Regions from separate parts of the Sus scrofa genome. Here all the other regions are linked to region 1. A link is a contact called in public HiChIP or PLAC-seq data. All regions are on one chromosome and are shown on one strand. The core of a region is the stretch at or near the end of the contact, and the rest is flanking DNA. Distances in the headings are between cores, read along the strand shown.

Evidence for each region. HiChIP or PLAC-seq counts read pairs in DNA pulled down with a chosen protein or histone mark.
Region 2: a contact with region 1 is called in an H3K27ac HiChIP or PLAC-seq map of skeletal muscle. The contact joins the promoter of TPT1 here to the promoter of SLC25A30 in region 1. A contact is called at or near these places in 16 of 47 Hi-C or Micro-C datasets (blood, embryonic fibroblasts, epiblast stem cells and 7 more) and 2 of 2 datasets of contacts at active chromatin or transcription factors (alveolar macrophages and skeletal muscle).
Region 3: an H3K27ac HiChIP or PLAC-seq map of alveolar macrophages shows a contact between it and region 1. The contact joins the promoter of COG3 here to the promoter of SLC25A30 in region 1. A contact is called at or near these places in 4 of 47 Hi-C or Micro-C datasets (embryonic fibroblasts, liver, retroperitoneal adipose tissue and 1 more) and 2 of 2 datasets of contacts at active chromatin or transcription factors (alveolar macrophages and skeletal muscle).
Region 4: an H3K27ac HiChIP or PLAC-seq map of skeletal muscle shows a contact between it and region 1. The contact joins the enhancer-like site here to the promoter of SLC25A30 in region 1. A contact is called at or near these places in 1 of 5 promoter capture datasets (liver), 16 of 47 Hi-C or Micro-C datasets (alveolar macrophages, embryonic fibroblasts, epiblast stem cells and 8 more) and 2 of 2 datasets of contacts at active chromatin or transcription factors (alveolar macrophages and skeletal muscle).

What each region holds. Positions count from the first base shown.
Region 1 is chr11:21,870,351-21,875,148 of Sscrofa11.1, forward strand. SLC25A30 (kidney mitochondrial carrier protein 1) reads right to left here and starts at 2,431. Exons shown (of 10, transcript XM_021065606.1): 1 at 2,293-2,431.
Region 2 is chr11:21,927,055-21,931,852 of Sscrofa11.1, forward strand. It overlaps TPT1 (tumor protein, translationally-controlled 1), which reads left to right and starts at 2,240. Exons shown (of 6, transcript NM_214373.1): 1 at 2,240-2,359; 2 at 2,638-2,711; 3 at 3,217-3,407; 4 at 3,794-3,899; 5 at 4,612-4,728. The coding sequence starts at 2,332.
Region 3 is chr11:21,824,083-21,828,880 of Sscrofa11.1, forward strand. It overlaps COG3 (conserved oligomeric Golgi complex subunit 3), which reads right to left and starts at 2,844. Exons shown (of 22, transcript XR_002336675.1): 1 at 2,505-2,844.
Region 4 is chr11:21,906,136-21,910,933 of Sscrofa11.1, forward strand. No RefSeq gene overlaps it. Among named protein-coding and RNA genes, the nearest start is that of TPT1, 21 kb to the right of the region's middle. Within about 2 kb of position 2,691, at least 40 of the 83 cell types and tissues checked have an H3K27ac peak or open chromatin away from gene starts, as enhancers often do. A contact at or near this core is called in alveolar macrophages, embryonic fibroblasts, fetal liver and 5 more, where this site is marked.

The sequences.
Region 1 (4,798 bases), core at 1,181-3,680:
AACGAAACCATTTCTTGGCTTTGGAGCTCTCTTTGGAGCGGTGCTCCTCACACACATTCCTTGACTTCCTAGCTCCGCATTTGGGAAAAAGCCCAACTCAGCTCAAGTGCCAAGACCGACAGACCAGGTCAGGCAGGGAGACGGGTGGGTCGTCAGCAATCGCGAGTGTTGGAGCCGCAGCTCAGCCCGATTCAGGGAAAGGTACACAACTTGTGAAACTTTCAGCGTCTGGCACAGAAGCGGCTGAGGATCGATTGCCACTTTGCTCTCCACCACCTCCAGCCAGGCTGAACCCCAGTGACCCCCCTTCTCTGTGCTGCACTGTGAACACAACACAACGGTGGTCATGACTGAATACCTGACATGCCGGGAATTGCTGTTTTCCACATAAAGGATTTTATTGAATTGCCACAACCCGATGAATAGGTGTCATTAATCCACATTTCGCAATTGAGGAAAGACGGCCTCCGAGAGGCAAAGTGGCTTTGCTTAGTCACACGGTTCTCAAGTACTCACACAAAGCTCTTCCTGAGGGAGCTGATCCCTCGTCCTCATCTAAGTTCTACAAAGTCAAATGCTATCTTCCAAAGATGGTTAAAGATATTGGCGGGGGAAGCTCCTGTTGTGGCTCATCGGTAGTGAGCCTGACTAGTATCCATGAGGACACAGGGTCAATCCCTGGCCTTGCTCAGTGGATGAAGGATCCCACGTTGTTGTGGCTGTGGTGTAGGCCAGCAGCTGCAGCTCCAATTACACCCCTAGCATGGGAACGTTCATAGGCCTCGGGTTTAGCCCTAAAAAGAAAAAAAAAAGCATATATATATATATATATATATATATATATATGCATGCAAAAAAGAATAATTAAAAGCAGAGGGTAGGAGGGAAGGAAATCAACATATTCAGAATAAATGCAGGATTTTCCCGAGGGAGATAGACAAAAAATGCTTATCTATTTAACAAAAGGGAAAAAAAGTGTTTCCTGAACAGAAATGCCCATACAAATTAAGAATTCCAAAGGATTCTCCCTATACTTAAGATATATGCTAAGTTATGCATCCTTTCTACTACATTTTCCCTTAGCATTTATTTTCTCCCTACCTCATCTATACACCTGCAAAGAGAGGTAATTAAATGCAGTAATTGCTCCTGGAATTTCTTAAAGCTTTCCAAGTTTCTCTTATACAGTTAATTAATTCTACATACGTTTTTCCAATTTTACTGTGCTCCTTTTCAGTCAGCAGTCTTAAACCACAATCTAGTCTCTAAACTTCTGTGCGTGCGCTCATAAATCATTGCTCCCGGCAGGGCTGCCTTTCATGGATTTTTTCTTATTCCCCATTCTTTTTAAAGGTACAGGATGCAAAATAAGCTCATCAGACTAATGAAACGTGGGATTTAAAAGGAATCTAAGAAATCTGTCTTACTTCACATGAATTGACTGAGCCCAGGGTCACAAGGCTTGGCAGCGCAAAGCCAAGGGCAGAATTCGCACCTTTCAACTTCTCTTGCTAAAGGAGGAGACGAATCTAGACTCTTGCCGGGCAGTTCGACAGCTCTGCTATCCTTGCGCAGAAATAATCAGGGTCACTTGTAATTGCTTTACACAAAATTACTTACACTTGGAATTACACTAAAACCCAAAGCTACATTAACTTTCCGAGCGAATGAATTTGACTCGTCCTTGCAAACCTGAGCCCAACTGGCCTGGCGCGTGCCGGGAGTAATTCAAAGTACAAGAGAGCCCTGGCTCAAGTACACAGCTAGCGGGTGCCAGGGCTGCACACTCTGAATGAACTGCAGGTGGGAGATGCAGACACAGGTGAAACGCACCTCGGCAGAAAGGTCGCACACGCCGACCTGCTAGACTGGCCTCACACTCGATCTCGGAGACGCCAGAAGAGAAATCACGCCCCACGCCGCCGAGTGAAGAGGGCCAGGAGCCGGCGCTCCTGCGGAACCCACCCGACCGCAGGGTTTGCAGCTGGAGGAGCGGGGCGCACCCCGGAACCTCGCGCCCCACCAAGCCGGCCCCGCACGCGAACCGGAAAGCAGAGGCGAGTCCCTGGACTCGCCCGGCAGCGCCGGGGCTCTCTGGAACCGCGGCCCCAACACCAGCCTTAGCCCCGGGCTGCGGCGGGCCAGAGGAGAAGCGCCACCGCGTTGGGGCCGGGAGTTCCGCGCCAGGAGCTCTGGGCGCCCCTGGGCAATGGGAGGCGGGCCGGAGGAGGGGGGACCGGGAGCAGGCGCGGGGCAGTCAGCGCGGCCGCGACCTGCAGGTCTGGCACTTACCCGGCGGCCGCGGCGGCCTTGCACCTCCTCCCGCCCAGAAAAAGCCGCAGCCAGGGCCGGCAGCTGCGCTGGAGCTGGAGAAAAGACAGCGGAGCGGCGCTGGCGGCCTAGAGCCCACGCACCGCCCCGCCCCAGCCCCGCCCCTCACGGGCCCGCCCGCAGCCTCGCCTCTCATTGGCTGCTCCGGCACAGGCCACGCCCAGGTCGCGCCCCCGGCAGCTGAGGGCCAGCTGGCCCAGAAGGGACCAGGCAGGAAGACCCTGGCTCTCGGCCTTCGGGGGCTGGAAGCTGCCCCGGACTCCGCGACGCCTACTATGGCCTAGACGTTGACTCTTTGGTGAAAGAGAAAGTTAACAGCCACGGAAGAGGAGCCTTCTCAGGGTGCTGATTCTTGCTGTCCACGTTAACCTCTCTAGTCAGAAGGAAGTAAACTTGGACGCTTAAAAAAAAAAAAACAAAAAACCAACCAGCTTTTTAGTTTGAAAATTTATAAACCGACTTAAGACTTGAGCAGTATACCCTGCACTAAATTAAATGTTAACATTTCACAATATTTGCAATTTCATTTCTCTCCCTGTATACTTTTCCCCCCACTCCCACGACCCCTGAACCACTGGAAATTGCGAACAACATCGCTTCACCCTTAAATACCTCACCATTATGACATGCAAGAAATTTAATATCATTTCGGGAGTTCCCGCTGTGGTGCAGTGGATTAAGAATCCAACTGCCGGAGTTCCCATTATGGCGCAGAGGAAACAAATCCAACTAGTATCCATGAGGTCGAGGGTTGGATCCCTGGCCTCCCTCAGTGGGTTAAGGTCCAGCGTTGGGGTGAGCTGTGGTATAGGTGGTAGCGGGCAGCTGTAGCTCCAATTCAGCCCCTAGCCTGGGAACTTCCATAAAAAAAAAAAAAAAAAAAATCTGACTGCAGTGACTTGGGTAGTGTGGGTAGCAGCTGTGGCTGGGATTCAGCTCCTAGCTGGAGAACCTCCACATGCCACAGGTTCAGCTCTTTAAAAAAAAAAAAAAAAATATATATATATATATATGTAATTTCATTCAAATCATCCAAATATACTGTCCATCCAAATTGTCTTTGTTGTCCCTAAAGCTCATAAACACCCACACACACTTTTTTTTTTTTTAGTTTGAGATCTACCCAGGTTTGGAAGTATTTTATTTCATGCTTTTCTATACAAACTCCTTCAGTCTACTACCCTAGTACTAGTACTCTCACTTTTTAAAATAACTTTCAACATATTTGAAAAGTCCAGGCCAATTGTAGGCTGTATTAGTATGGATTATAGAATTGTTTCCTCATGATTAGACTGACGTTCCACTTTTTAGAAAGAAAAGTAGCCTTCACCACTACAGCCCAGGTTCAATCCCTGCTCTGGCAACTGAGATTCCATATCAAGCTGCTGCATGCCACAGCCAAAAAAGAAGATTTTTTTTTGTTGTCTATTGCTGTATAATTACGCTTTGCAGCTTAAAATAACAAACATATACTGCCTTGCAGTTTCTTTTTTGTTGTTGTTTGTTTTCTTGGGGGGGGGTTTAGGGCTGCACTTGCAGCATATGGAGGTTCCCAGGCTAGGGGTCCAATCAGAGCTGTAGCTGCCAGCCTACACCACAGCCACAGCAACGTCAGTCCGAGCCATGTCTGCGACCTACACCACAGCACACGGCAACACTGGATCCTTAACCCACTGAGAGAGGCCAGGGATCAAACCTGAAACTTCATGGTTTCCGCTGTGCCATGATGGGAGCTCCACCTCACAGTTTCTACGTATCAGAAATCCAGGAAGGGCTGAGGTAGGGACCTCTAGCTCCAGGTCTCTCATAGGAATGCAAGCAGGGTGGCACTTGGGCTACATCTTCTCAAGGCCAAACCGGAGGAGGATCTGCCTCCAAGCTCACTCGCCTGGCTCTTGGCTGGCCCCCCAATATCCTCTTTCAAGCTCCCTCATGTGGCTGTAGGCAGACCTCAGTCCATGCTGGCTGTCAGCCTGTGTCTGTTTCTTAGGTATGCCTTAAATTGGGAGTTCCCGTTGTGACTCAACAGATTAGTAATGAGCCAACTAGTATCCATGAGAACTTGGGTTTGATCCCTGGCCTTGCTCATTGGGTTAAAGATCCAGCGTTGCCATGAGCTGCGGTATAGGTAGTATCTGGTGGCTCAGATCTGTCGTTGCTGTGGCTGTGGCGTAGGCCAATTCTACCCCTAGCCTGGGAACTTCCATATGCTACAAGTTCCACCATATAAAGAAAAAAATTGCTATAAACTAGATGGGTTTTTTTTGTCTTTTTTAGGACTGCACCCTCGGCATTTGGACGTACCCAGGCTAAGGGTGAATTGGAGCTACAGCTGCCGGCCTACACCACAGCCACAGCAACATGGATTCTGTGCCACATGTATGACCTACACCACAGCTCAGAGCAAGGCCAGGGATTGAACCGGTGTCCTCATGGATACTAGTCAGGCTCATTACTACTGAGCCAG
Region 2 (4,798 bases), core at 990-3,489, 57 kb after region 1:
GGGATGGAGCAAGACTAGGGATCAAACCCGAATCCTCATGGATGTTAGCCGGGTTCCATACCTCTGCTGAGACTGGAATTGCTGCAGTTGGACTCTTAACCTACTTTACCACAGCAGGAACTCCCCCCTAAACCTTTTAACTCAACAAAATTCCATTTTATACTTAGGCTTAGGGAGGCTGACTTTCTCAAGGTCACAGAACTAGTACCAGATAAACCCAAGATTTCAACCTAGGCTGCTTTTTTTTTTTTTTTTTTTTTTTGTTGTTGTTGTTGTTGCTTTTTAGGGCCACACCCACGGCATATGGAGGTTCCCAGGCCAGGGGTCTAATCGGAGCTGTCGCTGCCCACCTATACCACAGCCACAGCAGCGCCAGATCCTTAACCCACTGAGTGAACCCGCGACCTCATGGTTCCTAATCAGATTCATTTCCACTGCGCCACGATGGGAACTCCAAACCTAGGGTGCTTTGATTTTAACTTTAGTACTCTCTTTCACAGGGCTGTTTATAAAACTTGAGAAAAAGTTTTGACTGAACAAACCTGGAGAAAAGTAGCAGCAATAACGTTTGACAGTAATGTATGGGTGATGGGAATATTTCTGAATAATTGGAAAATGTTGAAGTTGAGGAAAATCATTAAATTGTGATATGCCTGGGATAATAATCTGTTCCACTCCCACATCCAGAAACCACCTGGTGGACCACCTCTCAGAAGATATCCACTTGCTTTCAGATCCCCTTCATCCCACTTTCAGCTTCCTCGCAGTTACCCAGTGTCTCCTAGGGTGTCCAGTGCAGCCCTAGACGTCATCTCCCAAGAGGGTCCCATTTCCTGGCTCTTTTGCATTATGATTCTTCCATCATCTCAATTCAGTGTCCTGTGCCCTGTTCCTTCACAGGGGGTGCCCTGTCTTACCCTGGGGAATGCTTTATTGTTGAATCAGGGAAAAACCATTAATGTGCTATAATTGGCCAATTCTTTGATTTACTAGAACAAAATTTTCTGTGAGGGTAGGACTGGATTTAACCTGTTCACAGTTGAGACCTCTGAGCAAAACCCCCCGCTAAGGACAGAGTGGAGCACAAATACATTCGTGGTATGGAACAAGTTCTCCGGTTGCATACTGGCATAAATCTTTGCCTGAAAGGGCATTTTTAAAGTATCTCATAATTAGGTCCAAAGTCCAAATAAAACTTGGGCAGGTGGGGAGCTCCTTTTCCTTTTAATGTTTAACCCTCTGGCACCTGGCATATAATTTCGATCTTAAAGTGACAACATACCCTCTTTTTCAAACGACCTAATTCAAGACCAAGTGCAAACAGAAAAGGTGAAGATTCTAAACCTGTGTTAGGAACCGCAAACTTTCACATACAGGACCAAGCCGAGAGATGGGAAAACTGTGTAAACTCCCGCGACACTTTCCTCCCCCCTCAAGTCTTTTCCTACACACATCCCCCACGATTATTCCGAAGGGGCAGGAGGGACGACCTGGGTCCCACAACCCGGACTCAGCCCTGCCCCCACAAAAGCGTCCGAAAACTCGATGTAGGGGGAGAGCCCTAGGAGAAAACGCTGAAAAGTTCTCCGAGACCCCAGAACTCACAGGAGGCGGGTCATAAACCCAGCCCCCCTGCCATCATCCCCGGGGACAGAGTCGCGGTCTCCCAAAGCCTCAAAGGGACCCTACGTAAATGCAAAGTCCTTCCCAACAGCTGACACTTTGGTTCCCAGAAAGGGTGGGAGCTTGCGCCGGGCGAGGCCTGAGGCGGAAACTTGAAGCCCCACCCAGACCCAGCACCTTCGAGGGCAACCCTGGCGTAGGGAGGGGCAGAGCCCCAGGCACCACTTCCACCACTCAGCGCCCGGAAGCCCTTCCCTCCTCGCAGCCCCCCGCACGCTCCTCCCCCCACCCGCTCCCGCATTTCCCTCTGCCCCGCCCCCCGCCGCACCTCCTTCCCTGCGTCGCCCATCCTTGTCCCTCCCGACTTCTCCCCCCTAGGAAGCCCCGAGGGCCCAGCGTGGGGCACGGCTTTGCAGCCCAAGGCCAAGTCCCCGGATGTCCTCCTCCCCTCCCCACCCCCGGCTCGCGCTGTGGCCCCACCCCACGCGCCGCTCTGCGTGCCACGTCACCGCTTACGGCGCTTCCGGAGGCGCAGCGGGCGATGACGTAGGGGGACGTGCCCTCTATATGAGGTTGGGGAGCGGCAGAGTCGGCCTTTTCCGCCCGCTCCCCCCTCCCCCCGAGCGCCGCTCCGGCTGCACCGCGCTCGCTCTGAGCTCCCGGTTCCTGCTAAGCTAGCGCCGCCGTCGTCTCCCTCCAGCCGCCATCATGATCATCTACCGGGACCTCATCAGCCGTGAGTGGGGACTGCACTCTTCCCCACTGCCGCGCGAAGGGGATGGGGGTCTGGTGGGGGGCGGGGAGACGGCCGCCGCCGCCGCCGCCGCCGTCCTGGGCCTGGGGGACGCCGGCGCCCTCCCGGGAGCGAGGAAGGTCGGTGCTTGGCGCGCGCCCTGGGGTTTCGAGCGCCGGGGAAGGGCGGGGGTCGCGTGCGGCGGGCGGGGCGGCGCGGGAAATGGCGCCGGCTCGGGCTTCAGGCGCACGGTTGACTGGCGGGTTTGTGTTCTCGGGCAGATGATGAGATGTTTTCCGACATCTACAAGATCCGGGAGATCGCGGACGGGCTGTGTCTGGAGGTGGAGGGGAAGGTGAGTCGGGCCGGGTCGCGGCGAGGAGGAGGCAAGGCCAGGCAGGCTCGGGTTTCCGCCGCTCCCCCGCCCGAGGTTGTGCAATCCTCTCCGTTGCCTCCTGGCGGAGGAGACGCTCTTTCCGGGCTCGGGTTTTTCTAGAAAAGTGGAGGCGGAGCTGAGTCTGGAAATAGGTCCGCCACTTGGGCGCCCATCCTCCCAGGCGGTCCCGGACAGGTTGTCTCCTGTTTGGGAGCCCGAAGCCCTCAGCGGTTGCCCTTTTCAACCCGACTGTCCACGCAAAACTTCCACTCGTTGTAAACAACCCCCTTCTCGTGCTGGTCAACAAAGAATTGTTAGGGTGTTTTAGGAAATCGAGGGGTCATAAATTTTTTCCCCATGTTTTCAGCAAGAAACAAGAATCTTTAGTGGAAGGCTGATGGGATGTATGAGCTGCTTAAATTGTTTTGATGCCTTTGTGGTAAGGTCGAGGATGTGTTAGCAACTAAACTTTTCCTTAACGCAGATGGTCAGTAGGACAGAGGGTAACATTGATGACTCGCTCATTGGTGGAAATGCCTCCGCTGAAGGGCCCGAGGGCGAAGGTACCGAAAGCACAGTAATCACTGGTGTCGATATTGTCATGAACCATCACCTGCAGGAAACCAGCTTCACAAAGGAAGCCTACAAGAAGTACATCAAAGATTATATGAAGTCGTAAGTGATCTTGGCACATTCCGTTGATGTCTGGAATCCTGTAGGATTTAGGGATCTTCTAACTATGGAGATTTTTTTAGCAAGCAGGCATGGTTGTCAAATACTTTATTAATGAGCTCAGAAGGGTGGTTGCTTTTCTATCAAATATGAGCATAACAGGTGCATACAGGTCTGGCTTTACCTTTTCAGAACAGCACTTTGGAAAGAAGCTGACAGGAAATTCAAAGTTGTGAACAGTCATAAAACATCCCTCCTGTGAGCTAGGAATTTCTTGATTGTGCTCAGTGATAGCTAGTTGCTAGTTTCAGTTTGGAGTTTTTGGAGAAAATTTCTTTTGCTCAGAGCTCTGTAACGAACTTAACCTATCAATAAAATACTTGTTTTAGAATCAAAGGGAAACTCGAAGAACAGAGACCAGAAAGAGTAAAACCTTTTATGACAGGAGCTGCAGAACAAATCAAGCACATCCTTGCTAATTTCAAAAACTATCAGGTAAACAAATGTGTGGATTAAAGGGCTATAGAGTTTAACTTAGAGCAAAAAATGAGTTTGAATGTCTGATGTAATTTAATTGTGGGTATTTTCTTAGCCTTTTGAGCAATTAATACTTGATATATTCAACGCCAGTAGTCTAGCTGGAGAGGGTAGCCTTCCCTACTCCTTCCCCAGATGGCATCTCCCAGTTCTTTCTCTAGAATTGCTCAGTTTGACCCCTAAGTGGTTTTCCACTTTGCTTTCTTTTTACAGTTCCATTGGGTCTCATTGCCACTGGAGCTCTTTCTGATGTGAGCTTGTACTGTTGAGGAACGTAAAGAATTCCCTTACCGCCAAGCGAAAGTTTTGCTGTTTTCACACATCCTGTGTGTGACCCTAACTTTCTTTTCATAGGGTGTGCATGCTCTCATTGCTAGCCTTACTACATTCCCTGTGGTTGACTGTAAACAGGCTTCTTTGTAGGGCTTGGAATTGGCTGTGTGGGGATGAGAAAGCCTAAAGTTTCTAGAGTGCTCTGTACTCTTTATTTTGGCTCTTTTAGTACTTTGGGTGAACAGATTGATTAGTGAGCATTTCTCTTAGGCATCAAATCAGAGCCTCTGGTTGCTGAGAGTCTCGATTAAATAGTGGTGTTCTGAATCATTCTTTGATTTGTTTTGATACAGCACATTTGTATAATCTAATTCTGGATATTTGTTTGCTTCCTAAGTTCTTTATTGGTGAAAACATGAATCCAGACGGCATGGTTGCTCTGCTGGACTACCGTGAGGATGGTGTGACTCCATATATGATTTTCTTTAAGGATGGCTTAGAAATGGAAAAATGTGTAAGTACAAAGAAGTGGGTTGAAATCAGTAATGTAAAAATGGAGAGTGTGGGCATAATCCCTTGTTTCA
Region 3 (4,798 bases), core at 1,594-4,093, 46 kb before region 1:
GTAGCGTTGGTCACAGATGTGGCTCAGATCCCATGTTGCTGTGGCTGTGGCACAGGCTGGCAGCTACAGCTCCCATTCGACCCCTAGGCTGGGAATTTTCATATGCCACAGGGGCGGCCCTAAAAATACAAAAAACAAAACAAAACAAACAACCAGCTTCATGGTATTTGCTTAGAGTTAGCTCGCTTCTTATTACTTAACTAACTTGCCCAGTTCCAGTCGTTCAGGAAGTAATATATCTCCTGAAAAGTGTGAAACACTACAGAAAATCCTTTAGAGATACACCGGTTGAACAAAATGAAAATTGAGGCATTCTTTCTCGTGCCAAGAGTGGTAGGAGGAAAATAAAACTCGACTCCAAAGTCTTCCCACCAGACATAAACGGGGAAAAGAGGGCTCCAGAAAGCTGGAGAACAGTGAGAACTTCCCCACAAAAATGCCAGGATGGGTAAACAACAGGCGAGGGTTCCACTCTTTTTTTTTTTTTTTTTTTGGTCTTTTTGCCATTTCTTGGGCCGCTCCCACGGCATATGGAGGTTCCCAGGCTAGGGGTCGAATCAGAGCTGTAGCTGCCAGTCTACACCACAGCTCACGGCAACGCCGGATCCTTAACCCACTGAGCAAGGGCAGGGATCGAACCTGCAACCTCATGGTTCCTAGTCAGATTCGTTAACCACTGCGCCACAACGGGAACTCCAAGGGTTCCATTCTCACAGGAATCCAATACCAAGGCTGCAGGTACCAGAAGACCCTCGCTGACTTGCCAAGATCATCCCCTACCCAGGACTCCGCACTGCTTTCTCCTCCAGCTGGTTATTTCTCTAGTCTTTGCAAGGCTGGCTTCTTGTTTTCCATCATGAGTTCTCACCTTAAGCGGATACTTCTCAGAAGCCTCTTCCCTCCTTATCTAAAAGGACACACTTCATTCATTGGTGCCACGCCATCCTGTCTTATTTTCCTTATAGCATGGACCACAGTCTGAACTTACCATCTTTGTGCTTTTTTACAGGCTCATAATCACCATAATTATGCCAGCTCCATGAGGCTAGGGATCTCATTTTTCTTATCTTTCTCGTCTCGATTCCTAGCCCAGGGTGGGCACATCGTACATGTTAAATGACCACAAAAAGGTAGGTAGGTATGATATGGCATAAGAATCAAATAATGGGGTGAAAATGAAGAGATTCCAGTTACTTCACTTCCAATTCTTTCCTTCCTGCTCAATAAGAATGACAGTTTATGACCCCAAACAAAAAAAAAAAAAAAAAAAAAAAAATCGGGTTACTTTTCTCATGGAATATGTTTGCCACAGTTTTGCTGTGAGGTCCAAGCATCCTGCTTTGGTAAGAGACCAAATCAATTACAAACAGACTGGAATATTTATAGAGCAAACAACTTCCATTACCCAGGGCATAAAAGACTGTGATAGCCACACCAAAGCAAATTTCCACCTGCTTCCTCATTTATTTCAAACCCACGTCTACCATAAAATCCCTGAGGTGGACAGAGAAACCCAAGAAAAGAACACCTGCATTTTCCGGCAGAGCATGCAACAGAGAAAGTGGCAAGAACTTTCAAACCAAAGTTCTTAATCTCTAGAGTGCCAGGGCAGGAAAAAAAAAAAGTTAAAGTCTCTATTCAATCTGCCTTTGGTCACAATTCCAAATTGTATAAAAAGAATGCTTCCAACATCCAAAGTAACCATCAGTGGCTAATAAAATAATCTCCCTAAACCCGGTCCTCAAAATAAGAAAAAGTTTTTCAAATAACTGACAATTCATAAAACGTACTACTTGCTATTATTAACTAACTGAACTGAATTCCACAAGCAGTGATAATACATAAGATCTCAAAGGTAACCAGAATTTTAAAAGTTAACATAAAAACTAGCATTATCTAATAATGTACTGACCCAACTTTCAAAGAAAAATTTTTATTGCTTTGCTCTAAGTCAAATATAAATCGGCTCTCCCATTAACCTGTACTCGATCGAGAGCTCACTGCTCAGTGTGCGATGAATGAAACTCACCAGGGATCAACTTTGGTCTCCCCAAGTACCCCTACGGAAAAAGGACGCTAGGCTATTCATTAAGGTGGTTAAATGAATACCCACAGGAGTCTGTCCTGAAGCAAAGCACTTGGGGTTCAGCGCCTTCTCCTTCCGAGAGGCGGTGGGCAGCAGGACCATGTCTCGCTGACACCAGGGACACCGGGGGCAAGAAGCCAGGGCAAGGTTCGGGGCCAACTGTCCCACGTTCAGCGCCACTAGCCACTGGACACCCCCCACTGCCGTCTCCGCGCCAGAGGGGAGAGGTCGGCAGTCCGGAGCGGCACGAGGCCTGACAGCCCAGGAAGGTGAAGGGGCCTCTCCCACCAGAGCTGCCACCGTGACCCGGGAGGAGAGGAGAGACCCTGGACAGGGGTCTCAAGGCCGGGGTCTGCAAGGCCGGGGTCCACCGGCGCGGCAGCGGAGCAGAGCAGCCAGCTCCAGACCGTCACCTCACCTCGGTCGGCACGGGCAGGTCCTCGGCCGCCGCCTTCAGCTCCAGCACCGAGTCTGTCTGCCGGTCCGTCAGCGGCGCCGTAGTGTCCAGTCTTCCATCCCAGAGGGCCAGCTTCTCCCGTGCATCCCGCTCCGCTGCCGCCTCTGGCAGCAGCAGCAGCGCCGCCTCCGCCATCGCTGCCCCCCCTGCGGCCCGCAGCAGCAGCAGCAGCAGGGAGGTGGGGACCCCAACAGAGAGAGGCCCGGGCCACTTCCGGGAGAGCCAGGCCTTCCAGCAGGGCACCGGCGCCGGGGCGGGGCGAGCCAGAACACCCCTGACCCCGGAAGCGCTTCCCCCCTCTGCGTGGGCGGGACTGAGGCCAGGACCGACGTGGCTTTACACGGGGTACAAGCATTTCCGGTTGGAATGTAAACTGAGAAGATGACGAACATAGGCCCTGGCGGAAAAAGAAATGCCCCTACCGGAAGTCTCCTCCTCAAAATAAATAACTTTATTGTTACGTGTTCTTTTTGACAACTGTGCTTAGTAACCCTGAGGGCACCAGTTTTCTTTGGTTCTGGGATCTAATGCTGCTCTCTGCTCACAGCCTAATAGCCTGGCTTGAGTGTGTATATGCTGATTTCCATATTAATATATTAACAATTTCCACAACTTCTCCAACATCCAATGATTCTGCTGTTAGAAACTTAATTTATGAAAACACACAAAACCTCAAAGGTTTGGAGCTCCTGTGTTGGCTCAACCAGACTGGGATCCATGAGCACGCGGGTTCAATCCCCGGCCTTGCTCAGTGGGTTAAGTATCCCGAGTTGCCATGGGCTGTGGTGTGGGTCACAAATGCAGCTATTAGAAGGGCAGGGAAGAAGGAAGCATATGGCAATTCTAAGGTATAAAACACTCACGTTGGGAGTTCCCTGGTAGCCTAGTAGTTAAGGACTGGCGTTATCACTGCTGTGGCTCAGGTTCAGTTCCTGGTCCAGGAACTTTTGCATGCCTCAGATGTGGCACAATTCACACTGATGATTCTGGAACTATATATATACATATATATATATATATATATGTATATATACACACATATATATTTTAAGTATATGAAATGAAAACACATTTAAAAAATCATTCACAGGCTCTGGTTTAAGAAATTCCTGCTGGGGAGTTCCTGTCGTGGCTCAGCGGTGATGATCCCTGGCCCTGTTCAGTGAGTTAAGGATCCCTCGTTGCTATGAGCTGTGTAGGTTGCAGACACAGCTCGGACCCCGAGTGGCTGTGGCTGTGGCTGGTAGCTGCAGCTCTTATTTGACCTCTAACCTGGGAATATTCATATGCTGCAGGCGAGGCCCTAAAAAAAGAAATACAAGAAAAAAAAAAGGAATTCTTGCTGGGGGTTCCCTTGTGGCTCAGTGGGTCAGAATTGTCTCTGGGAAATACCTGCTGCCCTAAAGGCATAGATAGAGGTGAACTTCCCCATTACCTGTTATAAATGTCTGAAACTCCACGTTCCAGAGCCATATCTTTGCTGCTTAAGCCTTTTTAGCCGCTAATGTCTTAGAATAGACCCCTGGAAACGGAAGGATGCCTGAGGGACAAGAGGCAGGGATGGGAACAGAAAGCAGAGGAGGTGGAGACAGACATCCCAAGATCTCCTTCCAGTGGGTACTTCAGTCTCACCCTGGTCAGCCCCACTCAGTGACTAAAATCTGAGCACTGCACAAGACCCTGCTGATGCTCATGTCAGAGTCCACAGTACGTCTCATCTGCTCCTCACTTTAAACCAAGGAGGAAGCTGGTGAAAATCATTACTATTATCTTCATCTAATGAATGAAAAACTGAATCCTAGGGAGGTTTGGCACCTGTTCAGGATACTGGTTAATAAAGGGCAGTCCTGGAGTTCCCATCATGGCTCCATGGTAACGAATGAGACTAGCCTCCATGGGAACCAGGCAGGGTTCGATCCCTGGCCTCGCTCAGTGGGTTAAGGATCTGGTATTGCCATAAGCTGTGTAGTCTGAGGACACAGCTTGGATCTGGCATTGCTGTGGCTGTGGTGTAGGCCAGTGGCTGTAGCTCTGATTCTACCCCTAGCCTGGGGACCTCCATATGCCTCAGGTGCAGCCTTAAAAAGCCAAAGGGAAGAAAAAAAAAAAAAAAAAAAAAAAGAGAGGCAGACCTGTCATCACCAGGATTCCTGACAAGACCGGCTCTTTCTCCTCTACAGTACTGTTACAGAAGAGAGAGACATGAAGACAGACATTTAAACCCATTAGGACTTTGTTGTCATGGGGCATTTTAG
Region 4 (4,798 bases), core at 1,441-3,940, 36 kb after region 1:
TGGGTTAAGGATCCGGTGTTGCTGCTGTGAGCTGTGGTGTAGGTCAGAGGAGGCCCGGATTCTGCGTTGCTGTGGCTGTGGTGTAGGCCGGCAGCTGCAGCTCTGGTTCCACTCCTAGCCTGGGAACCTCCATGTGCCGTGGGTGCGGCCCTAAAAAAGCAAAAAGAGAAAATAATAATAATAATAATAATAATAATAATAACAACAACGACGATAATAACAAAAGATGGAATTCTAGTCCCCGAATTGGCAGGTAGTAGGGCTTGTGTCAACATAGCTTGAATGAGTGAGCCCTTCCCCAGGCTGAGAGTAGGCGCTACGGGAGGGAAGTGACCACTCAACCAAGTGTCAGAGGGACGTGTCTGATTTTCTTTTCTTTAGAAACCCAAAGCTCAAGTCATTAACTTGTAAAATCCAGAGTGAACTAGGATCCGATCCGAAATGGTGGTGTCGGTAGACATGCTACTTGGGACGTCCCCTCACACACACCCCGCTCCCCCTCACTGGCAGCCCCTCGAGAAGACTTCCAGGGCCCAGAGACAACCTGGAAGCCAGAGGTTAATAAACAGAATAATAAACAGAAGGGAAGGCGACAGACATTCACATAAAAGGAAGTGGGTTTTAATTCCCACAGGAACAGGGATCTGAGGACAAGGCCAGCTACCAGAGTCCGCCCTGAGAGGCTCAGCTCTGAGGGGAGGGGGGCTTGGCAACAGCTGGGGGAGCAGGATTGGGGTGAAAAGAAGCTAAGTCTCTTGTTTGTTTTGTTTCATTTTGTCTTTTTAGGGTCACACCCTCAGCATATGGAGGTTTCCAGGCTAGGGGCCAGCCTACACCACAGTCAAAGCAACACCAGATCTGAGCCGCATCTGCAATCAGGGCTCACTGCAATGCCAGATCCTTAATCCACTGAGCCAGGCCAGTGGATCAAACCTGCGTCCTCATGGATACAGTCAGGTTTGTTTCTGCTGGGCCACGTCAGGAACTCCAAAAGCCTTTTTCTACAAACAAGAAAGGGGGTCGGGTGCGCTTTGGTACCGGGGAGGGACCCACAGGGTCCTGCTCAGGTTCAGTTTGGGTTCCCAGGCATTTTCCATCACATCACTTCGTTCTGTTTTTCTCAAAGCTCTTAGCACCCTCTGAAATCACCTTATTTCTGTGATCGTCTTTGTCAGTTTCTCAATTCTCAGCAGAATGCAGGCTGCATCAGAGCAGGGAGCTTGCCTGCTCACTGCACATCCCCAGTGCCTGGAACCCTTGGATGTCTTAATCAGCCTTTGATGAATTCATGCACAGGATAAGATGAGGATTACAGGAGACATGTGCCTAAGCTTCTGGAGCATGCCAGGCAACTTAACGATGGCATTTGTTATTACTACTATCATTCCTCTTTTGTTGCAAGACTGATCTGTTGGAAACGCAATAAAAATGGCCCTCCATTATCATTCCTGAAATAGGAAGGCAGGAAGCGTTCATTTCTTTTCTCTGGAGGACAAAGGCAAGATGCAAAAGCTTCACCACAAAACTTCCAGAGGCAGCACTGACCCAGGCTTTGTGCTCACCAGCTGTGTGACCTTGGGTAAGTCTCTCAACCTTTCTGAATCTGCTGCCCCATCTGAAACATATCGGGGTTCCCTAAATGCTGCACAAGATTCCTGCTGACGTCTAGAACCACAGTCCTTTATCTCCCCATAGGGTTGTTCTTGTCCGCCCTCTGGAGGAAAAGTGATTAAACCAAAGGCAGGCACAGACAGAAGTGGCCTGGAGGTTCCAGAGCTAAATATTACAGTCAGTTCCCAAATGATTGGATTGCTGGGTTCCCTCCTCCCTCTGGATGGAGAGACACAGGAAGGTACCGAACGCCTCTTCTGCCTTTGATTCAGATTAGAGATGATCTCACTTTGAACACGTATTAACATCTTTACACCTGGATATCCTTTCACCCTTAAAATAACCGTACAAGGCATCCCAGCTCCATCTTTACTATCTCCATTTTACCGGGCGGGGTGGGGGGAGCGCCCAGAAAGGTCACAGCTAAAATGCAACAGGGTTGGGGATGGAAACCGGATTTGTCACTTCCTCCCCCGCTTCTCCCCTTCGGCTTCCCAAGTTGGCCCTGGGGAATTTCCATCAATGGGTCCCCAAATCTCTCGATCATCAAAATCACTTGGGAATATCTTCAAAAGGGTCTAGAGCCCGCCCAGGTCCTGCTGAACAAGAATCTTTGGGAGGTTCCATCCAGAAATCAGTATTTTGCAAAAATCTCTCCAGATCCCAGTGATACGCAGCCGGGACTCGGAAACCACTGCTTGTTACTGGCCGCCTAGAGCTTAGAAAACCTCCGGAGAACTTGCTAACAGTTGTCACAGCCGTCATTTAGAACGTCATTCTACTCTCGCCCCGCCCCTCCCTCGGGGCTGCGCCTGCGCCCGCGACAGCCGTGTCTCCGCAGCGCCCTCTGCCGGACACGCGGTTAAACCTAAAGTGCCACCATCTCCCTTCAGGAGGGTGTAGACAGGCGCGAGCCGCAGTTCCCCACCCATGATTACTAATACTCGCTGACCAAGAAGATGCGTAACAATCATATTCTATTTATGAATGGACAAATGAATTGAGAATTTGTTTTTAGTCAGAACAGCGCTAGCCACAAGCATTTGGCAGGGAGTGAGGGGGGAGGTGGGTACATACCTGGGTTATTCGGTAGTTTGGGGCACCCGTGGGTAAAAAGTTGCTTCTGTAGTAGTTGCCCGGACTTGATTCATTTACTCATTCAATCTTCCCAACAATATTTTATTGAATGCCTGGTAAATCCCAAGCACTCTTCCAGTACAAAACAAGGCCAAAAAAAGAAGGGGAAAAGAAAAAAAAAACAAAAACAAAATACCTCTCCCCTCATGAAGTTCATAGTTTAGGGATGGAGGCAGGTATTAAGCAAATAAACAAAGCATAAATACCTACTTACAAATGATGTGGCTGCTCTGAAGAAAAGAACTAGTTTGTGAGACCCTTATTCTAGGAAGGATGGTCAAGGAAGTTCTCTGGAGCTGATTTGAACTGAGAAGGAATAAGCCACACAAGGCAGAGAGAGGATTCCAGATGGCTTAAGGCATTCTCTTTTGAGGCACTCGCCAGGAGCACCCTAGGGCTGGGCTGGGGCGTGACCTGAGATGAGGTATCTCTCTCTGAGGATAGTCAGTAGCCAACCTAGGATTTGGGGGGTTTTTTCCTAAGCTGAAAATTGGATGACTTTTCTTAGTCTGTCATCAACCTTTTTTTTATTTCCCTCTGGAAGGTCAAGGAATGCACTCAAGTCTGGAAGTTACTGAAACTGTAAAGTGGCCAGTTTTTTTCTTTCTTTCTTTCTAAGGGCCGCACCCACAACATATGAAGGCTCCCTGGCTAGGGGCCAAATTGGAGCTGTAGCTGCTGGACTCCCTAAACCACAAGCACAATTAGAGCAACGCCAGATCCGAGTCACGTCTGCAACCTACACCACAGCTCGGGGCAACGCCAGATCCCAAACCCACTGAGGGAGGCCAGGGATGGATCCAACCTGCATCCTCATGGACACTAGTTGGATTTGCTTCCGCTGAGCCATGAGGGGAACTCTGCTGACCCAGGATTTAAACCCCTGGCCAGTCCCGCTTCACCCAGCCTCAGGGTTCTACACTGCGTCGGGCATTGATGAGGAGCTCGTTCCATTCTAAGTACGATGAGCTAGCTCTGCAAGCTTTTAAGCAGTGGTTCTGAGTGTCTCCGTCTCCCAAGACTGTGCTAAATGGATAATGATGGCTGGGAGGCGAGGGTGGGAAGATGAGGCGGAAGACGGGTCAGTTGTTCAGGCGGGGCTGAGGGTGGCTCAGACTGGCGGCAGCCGTGGAGAATGGGGAGAAGGACAGAATGTGGAAGTGGCAGCACTGGGGACAGATGGGCGTGGGGTGTGGGAGGGGAAACCCAAGCTCTGGAAGCTGGATCATGGACTTTGACTGAGCTGAGAGGGAGCACGTTTAGGAGAGTGAGGAGAACAGTTTTGCATTAAGTTTGAGATGCTGGTGATCCATCTAAGTGGAAAATCAAGACCGCTGTTGGGAAAAAACCACAGGCATCTCAGACTTAAGGTGCCTAAACATGAACTCTTTTTTTTTTCTTTTTGTCTTTTGTCCTTTTTAGGGCCGCACCTGCGGCACATGGAGGTTCCCAGGCTAGGGGTCCAATCGGAACTACAGCTGCCAGCCTACACCACAGCCACAGCAATGCAAGATCCGAGCCGTGTCTGCAACCTACACCACAGCTCATGGCAATGCTGGATCCTTAACCCTCTGAGTGAGGCCAAAGATCGAACCCACAACCTCATGGTTCCTAGTTGGATTCGTTTCCGCTGCGCCACAATGGGAACTCCTAAACGTGAATTCTTCATTGACCTTCTGAAATGCAGAGGAGACATCTAGGCTGGAAGTGGAAATGTGTTATTTGGAGCAAAACAGGTGCTACTTAGAAATGAAAGCGGCTCCCGAGGGAGAGAAGAGCTCCAAGGACCAGGCCTCCAGAAACTCCAACATGCGGAGGTTGGATCTGAGCAACGGCGGCGGCGGTGAGGTGGGAGAGAGAGCGCACCTGAGATGAGCCAGTTGGAAGGATGACATGACAAGACAAAGCAGCCTGGGACTCACTGTCCTCTGAAAAAGGCAGACACTGCCTTCCTGTTTCCTTGGGGCGGAACTGGCCCAGACTGAGCGTGGCGACCAGTCTCAGCCAGCTCGCGGGGAGCCCAGCCGCTTGTCTAAATCCATCCATCACC